Regions from separate parts of the Drosophila melanogaster genome. Here region 1 is linked to region 2. The links are chromatin contacts, called in public Hi-C maps. All regions are on one chromosome and are shown on one strand. The core of a region is the stretch at or near the end of the contact, and the rest is flanking DNA. Distances in the headings are between cores, read along the strand shown.

Evidence for each region. A called contact is a pair of places that touch in the nucleus more often than the background predicts.
Region 1: a contact with region 2 is called in a Hi-C map of the Kc167 cell line, with 6 times the contacts expected there. A contact is called at or near these places in 6 of 107 Hi-C or Micro-C datasets (the Kc167 cell line, the ML-DmBG3-c2 cell line, embryo and 1 more) and 1 of 7 datasets of targeted methods (the Kc167 cell line).

What each region holds. Positions count from the first base shown.
Region 1 is chr3R:21,852,819-21,858,381 of dm6, forward strand. glec (gliolectin) reads right to left here and starts at 3,448. Exons shown (of 2, transcript NM_079719.3): 1 at 2,582-3,448. The coding sequence starts at 3,101.
Region 2 is chr3R:21,589,657-21,595,209 of dm6, forward strand. It overlaps lncRNA:Irar (Insulin receptor-associated lncRNA), which reads left to right and starts at 2,694. Exons shown (of 2, transcript NR_074039.1): 1 at 2,694-2,920; 2 at 4,056-5,196. All of the region lies in intron 2 of InR (Insulin-like receptor), which reads right to left.

The sequences.
Region 1 (5,563 bases), core at 2,198-4,697, 260 kb after region 2:
CGCAACAAGTGAAATAAGCCTACTTTCTGGACGATACAAACGTGTTCCTTAAACTCGAAGCCCCCCGAGAAAGAGAATGGAAATGGCTGGCAGCCAAAGAGTCGCGCTGCTTCTGGCGATATAATCAAATGTACAGTTATAGAAAATTATAAGCCAGCGACAAAGAACGTCAAGCGAAACAGAGGAGAAGAAGCAGAAAGGAAGGAAAAACGGCAAAGCGATCAAGTCCATTGTAAAAAGCAGGTGTTGAGAAAGAGAAAGGGGGAGTGTGAGGGCGGTAGTGCGTTTACCGTTATCATTATAAGCACGAAGCTCCAACTAGCTCTGTCTCGCTCCATCTTGCACAACAAAAAAAAAACGCGTTTTGTTTACGAAATGTGTGTAGAGAGAGAGGCGGCGATGAAAACAAAGAACTCACATTATAAATATTTATGTGGGAGCCCAAAAGAGAGTTTCTGAATGCATAATTAGAAAACATAAATTTAGGGGAATATCACACACATTTTTGGGGCGTGGCGAAGAAGGCCAAGCAAAACATAATCACGAAAGTCAAATAGACCGCTTAGAAAACTTAATTTACGTGGTAAAAAATCCACACATGCAAATGATAATGAAGATGCTGTAAATTGTTAGTAAAAATATGCAAAATACCGTAATATGAATTATCATATCATAGGAATATGTATGCATTTCCTATAGCGCGCCAACTGGGTGGTAAAAGTACAGTGGTGATCAAAACATAGCAAAAAAGAATATAAACAAGATAGGAATAAAGGCCGAGATAACAGAACTTTTGTCTAATTGATTTGTTTTTGTTCGCTTCGCTTTTCGACCCGTTTTTGGACCTGCCACACAGTACAACAAAACACAACATTTGGCGCTGCTGTACTTACGCGAATTGCGTTCGTTGGTGTGTGTGACCTTCACGACGAGTTTTTGAAAAACATCATCAACGTGCGTGCGTAGTTACTACTACGCATAATAACGCACACACACTCGCACACGCAGAAAGCTTATCAGCGAAGACGACTAAAAATAAACACGAAAATAATAAGTTCGCGCCAAAAACCAGCAGACAAACAGAGAGAGAGAGAGAGAGAGAGAGCGACGACTCTGACTCTCTCGTCTTTCTTTGATAATGCATAAGTGTGCGTGCGTTTGTGTGGAAGTGGGATGACGTCGTCGTATAAGAGCTGTGGTTTTCCTCTGGTTGAGATTGCGTTTGTCGTTGTGGGTGCGGCCTTTTCAACTAACTAACACAACTACAGTGAACTCATGTACAGTCGCAGGTCTGTGTAGCTCATTTTTTGTTTTTTTATTTATTTTTTTTTTCTGTGTCGAAACTGCAGCAGGAATAAAAACAACAATCAAGAAAACCAGAAGGCGTTGATTTAAATTTAATTGAGGCCTCTCAATTAATTGCCTTTGCATTTTACTCATCTCATATTCACTTTTCAGCTGCAATCTCTTTTCGCAAAATATGGAAAGATTTTTGGCGCGCGATTGTTATTCAACAGTTTTTATTTTTTGTTTAGCTTTTTCGCTTTGACACACTGCCAAACCAAAGACAAACTGGAGACCAGCTCTCTTTCTTCCCAGCTCTCCCTCTCTCACTGAATGCCACGCTATCGGCGGAATATCAGCGTAAAGTAAAGCAATAATAATAAGCCAAAAATTAAAGGTACAGTCGAACGTCCATAAGTGATGCTTAATATAAACAAACTGGTAAGTTTTTTTTAATAGCGTTCATCTTAAATCTATTATTAGATAACAATGGACTGCATTAATAGTCCCTTGTCTTGTTGCTAAAACTTAAGGCAATAGTCGTAGAAACTTGTACTGAATCTTTAAAATTTCATAATACAATGATTTTGAATACATTTATTATTTCAAATTATTTGAAATTAGAGAAATTTATTCGAATTCGATTAAGCAATGGGGCCAAACAATAATACTTTTTTGAGTTTTCTGTTATTCATCAGATATGTAAATGTATCCCAATTCACTTTCGAGTAACCAAAGAGATAAATCCCTACGCACGTGAATGAACGAACAAAGAATCGGAAAAACTAGCCAAAATAAAGAGAATAAAAACTGGTAGGAAAGAAGTGACAATAAGAATCGACGCAGAAGGGGAAAAACGAAATTAGGAAAATCAGAAAATAAGGGTGGTTTTTTTTTTCAACTAAGGGGAGGAATTTTATAAGGGTGACGACTGTGGCAAAGGACGAGCACAAAGCAGAGACTGCAAGAGGAAGGAACAACGGAAAATGCAACTAAAATCAGGTGTCTGCTTATTGGATCATCTATATAAGAAGTACATGGGATCTTAGTAAATAGAACATACGTACAAAAACCGAGGAAATGTATGAGATAATTCGAAGGAGACTTTTTTAATTTTAGAGATTTCACTATATTCTGATTCTGCTCTGATTCTTTGGGAAAATTTAACAATAACTTGAAAGTATATTAAACTTAATAACTTGGAACCAAAGAGTAATCATTATTCGTATATTTTGAGCAAGCACCCAGCGTTTCAGGTGAAACAAAAACATGCAAATCATGGAAAAAAAAAACCTACCTTTGAGGCCTTGTGGCTGCCTCGCATATGGCTTTTGGCCATGTCGCGTGCAGTTGGCCAAATCCGCACTGCCGTTGCTTTTTTTGCGATCGCTTTCCGGGCATTTCTGAAGGATCAGCTTTGCGCTGGCGGAGATCTGGGCGGGAGTCAGGGCCATGCCCCTCGGCGCTTGGCTGACTGCCTTTGGATTGCACTCATCGGCATCGGTGCTGGATATCGTCCTTGAGGTCGGATACCGCATTCCGCGCAGGACCTGACAATGGGCATCCGTATCAGCATCCGCATCCGTATTCGCATCCGCATCCCGATTAGATTCCAGCTGGATGTCATATCCGTAGCGTTCCTTAACGTATAATCTCTGCGTGTGCTGCTCCTGGGCCAACAGCTGATCGATATTCGAGTCCCCGGGAGCGTTATTGAATAGGTTCCGACAGATTCTCTTCTTCTCCGATGCGCTGGGCGGTGGGCGTGGCACGGGGGCGGCGAGAAATGGGCCCAGGGCCATTGGCGGACACAACATGGCTATGGTTTTGTATAACTTGTTTTCTTTGTTTAAACTTTAGGTATTTTTGCACTTTTTGGTTTATTGCTTTTGAAGTATTCTCGCTTTGTTTCTTCTTTCCGCTTTCACTTGAACTTTCACAGCGATCACTGCGCGAAACTCACGTACGCATTTTAGGCATTGCAATTGCAGTTTAAATCGGTTTTCTATCGCTGGCGAATTTGTTGTATGCGTTTCTTTTTCTGTATCGTAGAGAGCTAGCTGAACTTTACGACTTTCACGCGAGCCAAAGAGAGCGAAAAGAACGCAGCTGGAGCAAACGCAAGCGACCGAATTGGTGGAGAGTCAAAGACTGAATCGCGCAGAGACCAGGGATTCAGCAAGTTATATAGCTTATATGGCGCAGTGTGACCAGTTGCTCCCGCATCGATAACGCTTTACTTTCGCTTTTGGCCCGCCGAAACGGTCACTCTGCGCTCTTTCGTGACTCTCTTCAGCATTTTTACGCTCTCTTACATTTGGGTATCATTAACATTAGGGTGAAATGCACAGAAAAACATACTTGAAAGTGATCTAGAAAATATTTCAAAAATTATACATCGAAGCTATAATATTCAATATGCTTATAATATATGTTTATTTCCATAAAAATTGTTTCCTAGCACCGCTATTGCACTTTTAACTGCAGCAGTTTTGAGAGGTGGCGCGAGTAGGGAACATCTCTGGCTACTGAGATGACGTCATAAATTACATTTACTTCCTTGATGTTCAAATGAATTGAAGTGAAATTTTAGAAATTTAAAATTAAGAAAAATATCATATCTCCAAGTTCGTATTTTTTTTTTTACTCAAGGTTGGCCATCAAACTGAATTGCATTGCAAGCAAACATATGATGAATTCCAAGTAGTTTATAAATTAAATCGATGACATCATAACACCCAATTTGAGATGCCAACATGCAGTACCTCAAACACAATGCCACACCTCACTATTAAATGTATCCCATGCAAATAGAGATTCCTAGCTCAGAATAATGCAGTTGCTCATCTTATACTTACGATATTTACATGTAACAATTACGGAAAGTGAATCCGTTTTTTGTGTGCCAATTATAGGCCGTGTAAATACAATTAGTTATGCTAGGGACTGCTGGCTCGTTGCTATTTACCTCGCACAAATACTGAGCTAAACGCTAACTAACTGATATGTTAGCGCGTTTTGGGCCCTAACTCAAGGTCGAGTCGGGCTTCATGCGGCATTAAACGGCCTAATTGGCGGCCAGACGTGGCTAGAACAAATTGCCAGCGACAGGAATACGAAAAATTCAAAATAGTCAACAAAAAATCATAAACAACTTTCGCGCCTGCGGCGGCAATTCAAGCGTATCTCGAACAAACGAAAGTGAAAACCGCATAGAAATAGAGGTAGTAGGTTGTAGTAGTGGTATTGGTAGTAGTAAATAATGTGGACCACAAGTCATTTCAATTTCAATAATGCTGAGTCAGCCGAACCGATAAACTGGCCCCCACTCCACTGGTGGTTGGTTAGGAGGCGCAGCTGGTGTTACCTCGAATCGGAGGAGTCTTCAGGCCCATTTCGTCTGGCTCTTTGACCGATTAGTCATTTTAAAGAGTGCCCCGGACAAAGGACGCGCCCAAAGGATTGCGATTTATTATTGTTTTCAGGCGTACAGTGGGCCCTCGCAAAGGGATACAGATGGTGTCTGTATTGGCTTTATAAGCTTTTATAAGAATTTTCGCCAGAATGAATAAATGTTTTTCTTTCTTATCATCTTCATATGTAGTATCTGCTTTACAAACAAATGTATTGTTTCTAGAAGGGATACCAATTGAATATATTCCTAGATATATTACTGCAGATTATTCACTTATTACTTTCATGTATCGAACTAAATAAATCTCAGCAACTCTTAGTAAAAGTTTCGCGTTTCCGGAGATTACTGTATAGAAGATTGATATCCCTTCCTCATATATTTTTTGGCGCGATGTCCAATTCGGATTGGCAACTACCTGCTCGCGAGGTGAATGAGGGGTTGAGGATCGGATGGGATGGGATGGGATAGGATCGGATCGGATCGGGTGGATCGGTGGCACAGGTCGTGTCAGAGTAGGTCTGTGCAAAAACCAACCCTCGCGCCAAAAAATCCACATAATGACGTGGCACTCGAGAGGGTAACAATGCAGTTGGAAATGTGTGAAAGTTTCAAAAGAGATTTCCATTCTACCATTTCAACAACTGCGATTCAGCTTTGTTTTTTTTTTAATATCTCGTAGCTGCGCTGATTTTTCACTGTCGAATGCATGTCGTCGCGTATATTTGTATCTTTCAGATGTTTTCTGGGTACGTGTCTGGGTCTACTGATGGGCTACTTTTCCGTCGTCACTTCCGCCGCACGCATCTTGTCTGCGAAAAACTCAAGCTGTTTTCCGCCGACTGGCTGGCAGAAATTAGTTTATGG
Region 2 (5,553 bases), core at 1,444-3,943:
AGCAACTGTCAAAAGAATAATATCCCGGTTTAACCTTTTTTTTATTATATTATCTTGTAAGAGTAATCCCATAAAATGACGATTTTAATTTACAGCATGATATACAATTACAAAACTTAATATTGACTGTTCTTTAAGGGACTTTAGTTAAACCGTTACTACTATTACTTTTTCCCCAACTGTGTTTGGATACAAGTGTATTGTGTGACTGTGTGTGTGTGTGTGTGTGTGTGTGTGTGTGTGTGTGGTATGTGCCGTGTTTTTATTGAATGAAAGGCGCGAAAAGCAACAACTGTCGATCCCATGGTACTTGCACTGCTTGCTCGCCCAATCTCATGGCCTCTCTCTCCGTCTCGTGCTCTCCTGCTCTCGTGCGGCACATGTGTGAATGAATGCAGTGGCGTAAACAGCAGCAACAACAACGCCAACGACAAGCAGCTTGAATCAAGTGAATGAAGTATTTAGCGCGCGCCTTTTTTTCTCTCTGTGTGCAATGACATTTTCAAGTGCCCGGACGGACGCCCGTGATTCGTGTGAGTGAGTGTGTGTGTAAGTCAGTGAGTGAGTGAGTGAGCGAGGTGTGCGTGTGTAGTATGCAAGTGAGTAAACAACAATAATTGTCAGCGGCAATAACAGAAATAACATTTCATATAAATTCCGATTTGATAAGCTTTCCTCCCTAATCTCGACAGGGGATTTTCCCCTCCCGATCCTTACTTAGTCTTCCTACTTGTTTGTACGTACATATGTAGGTTGGCTAACGCTTTATTTGCCCACTTTTATTATTTATGATACGTTCCGCTCCCCATTGCCCAATTATTTTGTTGGAATGCATTGCACAAGATATTTCCCAGTGTGCTTGTAGCCGTGCGAATGTGTGAGTTATTTGATTTGGCATTTTCAAGTTATCAATGAATTTCACACACACGCACGTAGGAATAACGGGCGTGAGTAGAGTAAATTTGTCCGCGTACTTATTGGATTCGATTTCATTCACACCCAGGGACCCCGATTTCCCCCACGAAGACCGCCAGAAATTGAAGTTGGCACACATACCGACAGTACAGCTTGGCTAGCGTGGACTACTACCTCAAATGGAATCAGATTTAACTAAATTCCAATATATCCAAGACGTACATTTTGAGATGTACGTCCAGGTTAGAGAGGTTTTGCCGTATTTACCTATTGACGGCGAGTAAATAAGTTCTATATTTGCTCACCTTATCAGACGCCTTATCGCCCAGAGCTCACTCCACAAATGTTCCCCATTTTTGTTGAATGAATATTCCCCTTTTCGGTAGGTAATGGGAACACCACAATACAACCCATGAAACCCCCTCCATTTCGCCAGCCCATTCATCTATTCCCATCTGTCGGCTGTTCGCTGTATCTTTCGAGCTGAATCACAACTTTGACGGGCCAGTCACAGAGTCAAGCTAATTAATAACAAGCTATGGTCGTCGTCCGAAAAAGATTTCCACCGCCTTCCCCTTCCACAAATTTTCGTTCTTGCATGTTATCAGTTGAGATTCTCGCTCGTGCGCCCCCTCATCTGTTTCCTTTCCTGCTTGCCGCGTTTTTTTTCTGCTCGCCGCTTGTCAAATTTGACATTTGCTATTGAACCGTTCATAAAATAGGCGCCAGACTGATTTTCGCTCGAGTTTTCTCCGCGCCTCGACTCGCCAGTTCTCCCTCAGCTAACAGCTCAGAGCTCTCGGTTTTGTTTTGTTTTCTTGTTATGATTTATTAAACATTTATTTGGCTTAATGAATTAATTTGATTTGATTTCGACAGCGTAACGGAAATGCCTGCGAGTGTGTGCGTGCGCCTTTGTCTGTGTGGGGCGCCAAAAAGGCGCGCTGCACGACGCAATTGTCTGAGCTCGGGGGAAAAGTGCATGGCGAAACAAAAGTGAGGGAAAACAAAGGGAAACCCCGAAACAACAAAGATAACTGCGCCGCTAAACATTCAGAAGTGTCATTTTCTAGCCAAATTCAGTTGTACTTGAAAAGTTTCTATGGGACAGTTTGAACAAGTCGAAAACATTTTGAGTATTAACTTGCATTATCTTACTATGATTTTGATGGATTATAACTGGTAATTGCTTGCAAGTAATTATACCCTTTACCGAAGGTCAACTGTATTACAAGGCGCTTGGAGAGAAAACGCAGCAGGCCTCCTGAGCACAAAATAGAACGCAATATGTTTTTACAAGCGTCTGAAAAATTGCCAAGAGACAGCAACAAAAGGCCGCCGAGTTATAATGGTTGTTTAGCTATTAAGTTCCGCTTAAATTGTTTTCACATTTACCTTATGCCCGCCCGTGCGCCAATGCTACAAACATAGATACGCTCACCAACACATGCAAGCGAAAGCGCCAGCGGCAAAAACAACGACAGCGACAATAACAACACACTGGAGCAGAATGGGGAGAACTACATAAGCAAAGTGCGAGGCACAAAAGAACCTAATCAAGAGCAAAACGCCGCAAATAAAGCAATAAACAAGACACAATATTGTTTTTCCTTCATCTGCTACTTCTTCTCCTCTCCTTTATTCCTTGCTTCTGCCAAATAACAACAGCAAAACGAGTAATAATAATACAAACAACAATGAAACGAGAGCGGTTTCGAAATAGCTGCCCAAACAGTGCCAGTAGTTTCCATTTCCATCCAGTCTCAGTCTCGGTCTCTCGAAGCTGAAATCTCGATTCTCAAAGCTCCAGTTCAGTTCCGAGCAAAAACAACAAGAACGAGAGACACAAGAGCAACTACTAGAGTACAGTAAATAACCAGATTAGCAACAAAAACACCTAGATTCGCGACGAGACGAGGCAGACAGACAGACGCAGCTAAACTAGCAAGACCAAAGGAAAACAAAGACAAAAAATTGTTTTACAAAATAGATATGTGCTTAAAGGGTAAGAAAACAAATTAACAATAATTAAAAAAAACAGTGCATATTTTAAAACCACTCAAGAAAATAACTTTATTTTTAATCGGTAAACGATATTCTTCCACATTTAAACACAGAAGTTTTATACCGACAGAGAAAACCATTTTTAATTCGTCATCCATTCATTATTTGATAAAACACAACATTTTACATTTACAAGAAACTATACTTCACAGAAGCCATGTAAATGTTTATGCTTAAAACCCGATTCTCAGAAGCTGTGTCAAGTGTTTAATATTTATGACTATCCAATTGTTTGCCAAGCTTTCTAGGAACTCTATAATAAAATCAATTTTGCAGTTTTCTAAGATTTAAACTAAAAAAAGATTCTCGCAAGATTTCTACAAAGCCGCACTCTCGCATTTCCTCGTAGAAGAAAAAGAAGAATTAATGCATCTCCTTTCTCTCGGGAGATGAGCACTGATTACTTTGCTGGTTTGAAGAGCACAACTACTGCGGAGAAATCTCCTAATTGTGTGGATGCTTTTGCTTTTGAGCGTTACAGCAATATTTCTATTACAATTAATGCATAACACTTACAAAACGACACTTATGGTAATTTGTTTTTCAATCTGGGGACATACCATATAGGCGTAGAAATAGAAATAAATTAGACAACAAATAGGCAGCGGGCACACAAAAAAAAAAACACAGAAGACGCTTTCAATTTTACAATACGTAATAGCACAAACAACTACAAAAACACCGGTATCAGTGGCGGAATTGAATAAACAAATAGGGAAAAGCAACAAAGCGCAAAAGTCGTAATAAGAAATAGAAATACAAAACGAACCATAGGCAAAAAATAAAAAGTTAAGCGACTAGAAGTGTCTGGTAAATGTAAAAACACAAATAAACAACAATTAGTGTAATAACAACAAAATCGAAATAAACAATCAACAGAATAATTTTCTGATTATCAACAAAAACTATTGATGAATTTGCATAAACTTAAAACTGTAATGTCATTATAATTACTAAATTATTGCACCTCTTTACATAAAATTAATTTTAATTAATTTCCCCCAAGTTGCTGATTTCTTATTTTAAATTGGTTTCAAATATTTTTAAAGTACCCCATATTTTTCGAAACATCTTAGGGGTTGAACGGGCGAACCTATCGATAACAAAGGCAAATCCGTAAAGTAGCTCAATGCGACAAAGATCACGCACAAAAAAAGCCACACGCACGCATTTTTAAGCCAACCGCAAGAAGAAGCCGAACAATCCGGAGAATCTGCGATGGAAGTAGGAGGTGGAGAAAGGACGGAGAAAGAGCCCAAAGCCTGGGTTTACAGTTGTTTGATTCCACAAATCAGATTAGAGCGAGAGGGAGCTACTGGAGTGTGGTGAACTGGAGCGCAATGTGGTGGGTTCAATGGGTTGACACCCCCCCACCCCTTTTTCCACTACATATCCTTGCCTATAAAAATATAATCACAAGATCCGCACGGGGAAAGCAAATGCTAGCGACAGCTGAACCACCAGATTTACATCGATCACACTTTTTATGCCACATCAAGCGTCGGGCACAACAACAGTGCAACGCGAAAAGAGCGCCGCAGCGAGCTAGTGCAGCGATGACATTTGGGCGAGACAGTCGGGTGACACGCAGACAGAGAAGAACATCGGTGGAGATAGAGACGGAGACAATGGACAGACGGACGGACAGGCGAACTAACGGACGGACAAAACAGTGTGCCATGCACTTGCAAAGAAGCATCCTTCAAATATCTAAGGCAACACATTTATAATACCCAAAAAATGTATAAAGGACTTATTCAAATATATTGAAGCGGTGTAATTTTAATAATCTATCCGATTTAGGAGCTACCAACATCTAGATACAGATACGGATCTTCATATAATATAATATATATAATTTTTTATCCAATTATAAGAGCCTTTGACCAACCAAATTTCATCAAATACTACGAATAGTTAGAAGCTAAAGAAAAACTCCGAATTTGGGGAACTTAATAATTTTACAGCAATGAGCACCAAGATTTTTCGAGTGTAAAAAGTGCAGGGCAGACGATCAGACACCAGACCATCCACACCACGCCGAGCCACAGCGAAGCAGCATCAGCATCAGATTGCCGTGACCGGTACCGCCGGGCGGAGGTGCGAGCGGGATGGGCAGCTTTTGTGTACGGACGAGGCCATTAGATGATCGCCGCGGCTAAATTTAAATGTCTGTGCGTTTAAGTTGCAAGGCAAAAATAAATCTACATAAAACGTAAACAACACACAGTTTCGTCTCAGGCTCTTCGCTTTTTCGCTTTCGTCTGCTTGTAATGACAGATCACAAGATCCGTGTAGACGGGTTGGATTTGGGATGGGATGGGACGGATTGGAATGGATCGGGTTGTTGCCAAGGGGTTGCCTTCGGGGTCCGACAAGGGTTGTCTGCTACCCTCACACCGAAATAAATAAATGTAAATGTGCTTTTACACGGCCCAAACTTGTTTATGCAAAGAAAACAAACAGTTGATGATCAACATTTTGACAAGGCCTATATGGGATTTCCGCGTTTTAAAAAGGAGCGGGTTAAATATTATAATACAAGAAAAAATAAAAGAAAACAGTGTATAGATA